3 separate regions of the Zea mays genome follow, and all the other regions are linked to region 3. The links are chromatin contacts, called in public Hi-C maps. All regions are on one chromosome and are shown on one strand. The core of a region is the stretch at or near the end of the contact, and the rest is flanking DNA. Distances in the headings are between cores, read along the strand shown. Region 1 holds the start of LOC100286075 (60S ribosomal protein L34). Region 2 holds the start of LOC103641278 (mitogen-activated protein kinase 2). Region 3 holds the start of LOC100192868.

Region 1 (2,700 bases), core at 146-2,645, 940 kb before region 3:
CTCTTTACCCCAACCTGTCATGTTCTTGGATTTTAGAATTCATATGCATTTTTAGGCTGTATTGTGGTGGCTCCCCTCGAATATTTAGTATTATCGTAACCCACAAGCATTATACTCTATATGAATGAGAGAGATATAACAAAAAGTAGAGTAAGTAAAATCTAATACAAGATAATAAAGATAAAAGAGAAAGAAACAGAACTATAATCTAAAAGTCAACTTTTATAACGGGAGGTAGTAAAATATAAGCAGATTTAAAAAAATACTACAAAATGAATTTTAATAGAAGAATACTAGAGAAAGTTAGATGCCGTTTGGATTTTTTTTATTTTGTTGGCTTAGAATATTCAATTACATTTCAAAATTTAGGTATAAGATTTTCTTAAATTTATAAACTGAGGTAAAAGTTGATTTTATAGCCGGTTATATTTCTACTATACAACTTAGAGTCTGTTTGGCAGGGCTTCGACTATGGTTTTTCTCTGCAAAAAGCTAGATCCATACCAAACATTTGTTTAAACGGTTTCATGCGAAAAATATCTAAAAGTCAGAGCCGTTTTTGTACTATGGAGAAGAAGCCACAAATATTAGTTCCATCGGCTTTTGCTCTAGCACTTTAATATATTGGAAATGGTTTTGGCTCCATGATAAGTCGTTTTTGTCAAACGATTTACGAAATGACTTTAGGCAGATATATCAATTAAGATAATTCGGTTTTATGCAAAATATATTTGTATACTATTATTAGCAAGATGTTGGAGAAATTTATGTGCTACATTTTTACTATAGAGGAGTGAGACGAAGAGTGTCATGTAAGTTATAGATTAGAAACCAATTCTACTAATAAATAAAATCATTTCCCACCATCCACCCCATGAATTTGAGATAGACTTATATCTGAACTTTGGAAAGTGGTGGAATGTCAAATTCCAAACTAAATAAGTTACTTTATTGAGTGAATTCCAATTCCTCTAAAATGAAGGGATCCAAACGTCCCGTTAACAAAAAATGATTTTAACGAAAAACATAACTAGAGCTATTTTAAACGAGCCTGAGCTCTACTAAACCCGGTGAAGCCGTTTTTGTTAGAACACAAAAATATATTCTCTATAAACCAATAGTAGAGTATACATATATAATATACATAATTATATTAGCTTAATTAATTTATATCTAATTTATAATCACTAGAATGGACTTCAGTTCGATAAATCTTGAAACCAAATTCAGACCATCCATACACTAAGGAGCCGGTAATCCCAAGTCACAGACCGAACCGCCCATTCGCTTGGCAAATCATCTCCCGACGTCAGATCTAGGTCACTAGGCCTATCAGCCATCCTATAAAAGCTCCCCTCCATCTCTCCTCCTCACTCCCTTCTCCGCCGCCACGCTAGAGAGGAAGAGCGCGCGGAGAGCGAGAGCCCGGGAGAAACAGCGGCCGGCGGCAAAATGGTGCAGCGGCTCACCTACCGGAAGCGCCACAGCTACGCCACAAAATCCAATCAGACCCGCGTGGTCAAGACCCCTGGTAAGACCGGCGCTTCGCACTCGCATGGTCGATTGATCGCTCGTTGTTTCTGTTCGTGCGGGTTGTGGAAATAGGATTCCCGCTGATTTGTTTATGTTGTTGATTAGGTGGGAGGCTTGTGTACCAGTACACCAAGAAGCGCGCGAGCGGACCGAAATGCCCGGTCACCGGGAAGAAGATCCAAGGAGTATGAGCCTTCCACCTTTCTATTTTACCCACTTATTCTTGCTTTAGGGTTTAGGTCGCTGCGTCATGCTCTATTCAAGGATTTTCAATTTGAATGCAGTGTGGTCAACCTAGGCTAGGAGGTCCTGACGGAACATGTATTTGAACCGCAGCTTTGTATTTTGTGTAGCTTAAGGCTCATATTCTTATGATGTGTGATTGCAAACTGGGGATTAAAATGCACCTTTTCTTGTTGAATCATGTTTCGGGCTCTTGGTTGGAAGTTGGAACAATTTATTATCCTTAGATCTAAAAGATTGCTCTAGGCTTTTAGCAAACTGTACCTGTAGCGTATCCCTCACATTTGTGCCGTTGCGTTGTTTATTTACTTTGTCTTAACTGAGTGTTGTTCTGATAGTAGTTTTAAACCATAGGTTTGATGTTTGTTTTGTTTTTTGTTTGACCCTTAGGCCTTTTAGCTTATTGAGTTATTGTAACATGTGCTGCCGTAGCTGGTTTTGATGTTCATGCCAACCTATCTTTGGTACTGGTACTCTATTATTCATTCCAGGGCAGTGTACACATTTCAGCACAATGTATTGTGTTTTGCAAGTTTTTCTTGAGTGTTAGGTTGTACCAAGTGCCCTTTCTCTAGATCTTCCTTTTTGTTTTGAGTTTGTTGAACAATGATTATACAGTTACAATTGACAAGCATGTCTGAGTTTTCATGTTGATTAATCTTAAACTTCTATGAGGCCTTCCAATGTTGTCTCTTTTCTCATTGTCTTACTTTTGAAGTCTGAAGTTTTCCCCCAAAAGATACTTTTAACTTGCATTCGTACTCATTGTGTTTAGTTCTTGTTATGGCTGGCTTGCATCTTTATTATGATTCAGTTTCTGGCATATACTACTGGGCCTATGATTACTGAGAAACATGACAAGCATATGTCTGAACTTTCATGTCGATTAAGCCTAATCTTCTCTATGAGGCCCTTTGCACTGGC
Region 2 (2,700 bases), core at 164-2,663, 790 kb before region 3:
CTTGAAATACCTCAAAATTCCCTTAAGTGAGGTCAAGTGACATTCTTAGGTGATGTTTTTTAAACCTAGCATACATGCATACAATAAACATGATACTCGATCTTGATGCAATCAAATAGAGATTAGATATAGTCCTAACTGGTTTATTATCCTGCTCGGGTTCCAATCTCACATGATATATGTTCATACAAGTTAGAATAGTGTATGTTCCACAATATAGGCACGATATAAATTTCGATGTAACATGTGGGCATGTTTGTTGTTAGAAGAAAACAAATTAGGAGAAGACTTCTAGGTTAACCATCCTAGATTACTGTCACTAGTACACAGAAGCTCTATAATGACGGTCCTAAAGCTATTTGCACTGGCGTTTTTCGGTGCCACCAATGCTAGGGGCCAGTGAAAATACGCGGTTATTTTGGAACCGCCAGTATTTCCACTGGCGGTTGGTTAAGATCCCCATGGCATGCGGTATATATGTCCTCAAGTTGCTATATCACAAACCACACAGCTGATTAGACATGAGCAAATAATTATGGGCATATTTGGCAGAGCTCTACTTCTAGGTTCTCTAGCCCTGCTTCTTGATCTTGAATAGAGTGATTTTACTTGATTATGACGGAGGAGCATGTAAGAGCATATATATAGCTACCAAAGTTGGTTCTCTGCTTGGATGCAGCAAGAGCTTTGCCAACCAGTTTTTCAGAGAGAAGTAATTAATTCTATCTGTTTCTCTGAAATGAACTAAAGACTAGAAGCTTATTCTGATTGTGTAGACCGATTCTCAACCGTGATTTTGAAATTTTATGCTAAAGAATCAAAGAGAATTGCTTTAAGCCATAGAATAACATGTATAGTAGCAGAATTAGCTTCCATAGACAATTTTAAAATCTGAATGAGATAGGGCTCGCTTATTAGTTGTTTTGCAAGGGAGAGAGGAGTAGCAGAGAATCACTTGTAGACAGCGCACTGCCAAACAAACCAATCTATAGCTTATTCATCGCTAGCTGCAAATAAAAGGCAAGCGGCAAGAGCTAGCACCAAGGGCAAGCAAGGGAAACCATCCATGCATCATGCGCCGCGCGAACACGTAAGAGATGGATCAATCAATCGATAAATGCATGGCTGGCTGAGGAGGAGAGGGGAATTAATGGTCTGGAAGAGGTCGGCCGCCGGGGCCCGGGGGGAGCATCGTCGTCCCTGCATGCATCCATCAACCTGTGTCGTGTGCAGCAGTGCAGTGCAGGCAGCTAGGCCAGCCACACCGCCCACAGGACAGGAGCCATGCCAGGTCTCTCCCACACCACACGGCAGGACAGGAGTGGGCGACGACGGACGGACGGACGGAGCAACAGCAACAGGAACCCAACTCCTTCCTTTGGGCGTCACGGGAGTTCGACTTCCGGCGGAGAAAAGGCTCCCCGCCTTTTCCACTTTCCCCAACGCTCCCCTTATCTCCTCCTTCCTGGCGTCCGCGCAACCAACCACGCGCGCGCGCGCTCCGCTAGCCAGCCAGCTCGTTCTCTCTATCTCTATCTATCTATCTGTCTGTCTGTCTCAGCTAGAGCTCGAGGCAGCATCATCAGAGCTTGCTTGCTCGCATGCTAGCTTGCCGTCGTCCTGCGTTGGTCCTTGCTGGGTCGTCTTGTGTTCATTTCTCATCGTCGGAGAGAAGAGGGAGTATAGCTAGCTAGCTAGCTAGGAGGGGAGGTGCGTGGTGGTCCGTATATATACATGCGCATGGAGGGGGCCGGAGGAGGCGCAGGCGGAGGCGGCGCCGGCGCTGGAGGGTGCCTGGGTATGGGCCACGGCGGGGAGGCGCAGATCAAGGGCACGCACACGCACGGCGGCCGCTACGTGCAGTACAACGTGTACGGAAACCTCCTGGAGGTCTCCGCCAAGTACGTCCCGCCCATCCGCCCCGTCGGCCGCGGCGCCTGCGGCATCATCTGGTGCGTACGTCGTCCTCCCTCATCGATCGCCTTCTCGTTTGTTCGTTCGGGCTTCACTACTAGTACGTACCGGATCTTTTGTGCATGCATGCAGTGCTGCTGTGAACGCGCAGACTCGCGAGGAGGTCGCCATCAAGAAGATCGGCAACGCGTTTGACAACCAGATCGACGCCAAGCGCACTCTCCGAGAAATCAAGCTGCTTAGGCACATGAATCATGAAAATGTGAGTAGCCATGTATATGTATATATTTCTCTACCTTGTGATGAACATATATATTTATATATATACTCCACGCTACAGGACTTTTTTTTGTCATTGTATGTATTTATTAGCTATATATACATGTATGTATAGTTCATTAGCTATATACATAATACATCCGTGCATATATGTAACAGAGCAACAAATTCTTTTTCCCTGCAGGTCATTTCAATAAAGGACATCATACGCCCGCCCAGGAGGGAGAACTTCAACGACGTCTACATCGTCTACGAGCTGATGGACACTGACCTTCACCACCTCCTACGGTCAAACCAGCAACTAACCGACGACCACTGCCAGGTCGTCGATCCAAATCCAACGCTGTTGCTGTGCCGTCCTCTGTTCTCTGTTCCTAACCCTTTTTTTTTCTTTCTTCTTTTACGACGACCGGCCGGTGCAGTACTTCGTGTACCAGCTGCTCCGCGGGCTCAAGTACGTGCACTCGGCGAACGTCCTGCACAGGGACCTGAGGCCGAGCAACATGC
Region 3 (2,700 bases), core at 11-2,510:
CACGAGTTCCCGTGCGGCGATCGGACGGTGCCGATGGCGAGGCCGGAGCGCGGGCAGAACGGACGGCACGGGATCGCGTCGCGATGAGGGTCACGGCAGAGGAAATGGCGGCCACAGGTTCGCTGTTCGGCGTTCGCCGGCGCCCGGGAAAAAGCGCAAGGCGAGCCACTAGATCGCCGCCAGGTGGGTCCTGCGTGCAGCCACGCGCAGGCCATTCCGCGTGTTCCCAACCGCAAATTATTCATTATTGTCAGTGACGTTTTATTTTTTTCAGGAGGGTCCCTGCTGAAGCCTGGATTTGCCTGTGGCTACCGTGGATGTCCGTTTTCTGGCTGCATTTTACTGTTCACAGAACAGTTTTGATTAATTGGGCGTGCTGTTTAATATCTATCTATTTATTTGTTCTTGAGAAGGAAATGCTCCGAGAGAAGGGAACATGAATTTCCGTATTTGTTTACCAACCAGCACACCTATTTAAATCTGAAAAATATAGAAATCATTTTTAAAATTTTAAGATACACTATGCAACAAGCATATGTTACTATTGCATATATTCTAAGTCACATAAAAATCCTGCATATATTCTATGATACATAAAAAATATGAATCCTATGTATAAGTATAGATTATATATTCAAGTCCGTGACATGAAATGGTTTAGATGAATGATTTTTTGTGTTTAATACTCTAAAGTAGTGATCAGCTATTGATAAACAATTGAGGCTGACAGACGGTGACTGTTTCGCCAAAAAATAAAATAAAATAAAATCTATAATAGTCTAAATGAGTGTTTGATTTCTAATGACTAATTTTTAGTCTCGCTATTTTATTCTATTTTATTACATAAATTAACAAATAAAGAAACTAAAACAGAACTAAAACTTCTATTTTAATTTCTATATTTGGTAATTTAGGAATTAAAATAAAATAAAATGAAGGTATTAAAAATTAGTTCTTAAAAACTATACACCCCTTGAGTTTGCTCCTGGCCACAATAAATACTTCTACACGCACTTTTCAAAAGCTGAGTAGCAGGATGAGCGTGACGAGCCTCATCTCCCTAGCAAACCAAGAACAAAAGCCATCCATCCGTTTTGCTCCGTAGAGCGAGAGCGAGACAGACGGTTGGGGAAGAGTCAGGCGAGCCAGCAGCAGCAGCTTGCTCTGCCGACGTTACAATTCCGGGAATGCGGGAGGGCGTGCTCGATAGATTTCAGGGGCCGGAGCTCGAGTAAACCACGAGAAAAGATAGTGGCTGAGATTTCTCGCGGCGCTCGCCGCGAGAGCGACCCCCACAGGTCGCCGCCCCTCCGCGGCCCGCGCAGCGCACAGCATACAGTCAGCACACGCAGCAGCTGCCACCACAGCGAACAGCAAAGCACCTCCGACTCGGAGTCGCGGCGAGAGCCGAGAACCTTCTCATTCATCTTCCTCTTCTATCCATCCTGCCTGCCTGCTTGCCTCCGTATTCCAGCTAGATCTCCGGGCAGCCGATTGACCGAGAAGTTTGTGGTTGTGGCGGCGGCGGAGAGGGAAACGGGGAGCGGGAGGGCGGCGCGGATGCCACTGCTGCGCCGGCGCCGGCGGGGCCGGTGATGCCCGCCGTGGCGGTCGCTTGAGGTGGGTGGAATCGGGCGTCGTTGTGCGGTATTTCGTGGCGTTCCCTGTCATTAATGAGGTACCTGACGCTCGAATGGGTGCGCGGGCTGGTGCAGGCCGCCGTGCGTGGGAGGTGGACGGGGGAGCGAGGCGGTGCGGACCGAGGTTGCGTTGGGTTGGATTCGATTGGGCTGCGTCTGCTGAGGTACTACTGTTTCCCTACCTAAAATTCACGGACCTCTGTTTCTAGTCCACGAGACATGCTCCCCCCTCCCTCCCGGATTACTACTGTTCTTTTGGCTTGCAGAAAATCACTTGTCAAAATGTTCGATGGTGCACTTCGTTCTTCCTGGGCTACGTGTCTTTTTCGATGCTTTAATGTCGTCATGATTTCTTGCGTGCAATTTGAGAATCTGAAGAGTGGTAACGGACAGTAGTTGTAATGAGCTATGCCGCTTCTCGCTGTGTTTCTTTTGTCGAGGACGGCGGTTGGGATTTGTTCGTAGCTGTGTGCTTGGTAACTTCAGGGGGTGAGTGTTTTCTTGGTGAGGCTAGCAAGATATTGTTAGGCTGTTTGGTTCCATGACTAAAGTCCATATCACATCTGATGCTTGAATATCATTTACGAGTATTAAATATAGTCTAATTACATAGAGAAACACTAAACGATGAGATATATTTATTAAGTCTAATTAATTCATGATTAACAAATGTTTACTATATCATCACATGAACGAATCATGGATTAATTAGATTTAATAGGTTCGTCTTATCGTTTAGTTCTCATTTGTATTATTAGTTTTGTAATTAGACTATATTTAATACTTCTAAATAGCATCCAAACATCTGATGTGACAGGGGCTAAAATTTAGCCCCTTGATCTAAATAGCCCTTGACTATGTTGGGTGAATTAAAACCCTAACTAGGGTTAGGATGTTGTATTAATAGGTAGAAACATATATGGGCTGGGCCTAAGCCCAATAGAGTACACACGTCGAACACCCCCGCAAATGCAATTCTAGGTATTACATATGTTGAGATTGGAACGAAACTTCAAGAACACCGTGGATGCGAGCCCCTTGGTAAAGATGTCGACAAACT

What was found. A called contact is a pair of places that touch in the nucleus more often than the background predicts.
Region 1: a Hi-C map of ear shows a contact between it and region 3, with 2.2 times the contacts expected there. The contact joins the promoter of LOC100286075 here to the promoter of LOC100192868 in region 3. A contact is called at or near these places in 2 of 25 Hi-C or Micro-C datasets (ear and leaf mesophyll).
Region 2: a contact with region 3 is called in a Hi-C map of tassel, with 2.9 times the contacts expected there. The contact joins the promoter of LOC103641278 here to the promoter of LOC100192868 in region 3. A contact is called at or near these places in 3 of 25 Hi-C or Micro-C datasets (ear, leaf and tassel).

What each region holds. Positions count from the first base shown.
Region 1 is chr10:80,576,895-80,579,594 of Zm-B73-REFERENCE-NAM-5.0, reverse strand. LOC100286075 (60S ribosomal protein L34) reads left to right here and starts at 1,395. Exons shown (of 4, transcript NM_001158963.2): 1 at 1,395-1,531; 2 at 1,639-1,718. The coding sequence starts at 1,453.
Region 2 is chr10:80,427,685-80,430,384 of Zm-B73-REFERENCE-NAM-5.0, reverse strand. It overlaps LOC103641278 (mitogen-activated protein kinase 2), which reads left to right and starts at 1,413. Exons shown (of 6, transcript XM_008664632.4): 1 at 1,413-1,952; 2 at 2,047-2,176; 3 at 2,378-2,515; 4 at 2,616-2,700. The coding sequence starts at 1,735. It also overlaps a transcript of LOC100273854 not described here.
Region 3 is chr10:79,636,182-79,638,881 of Zm-B73-REFERENCE-NAM-5.0, reverse strand. LOC100192868 reads left to right here and starts at 1,260. Exons shown (of 9, transcript NM_001138057.4): 1 at 1,260-1,620; 2 at 1,716-1,804.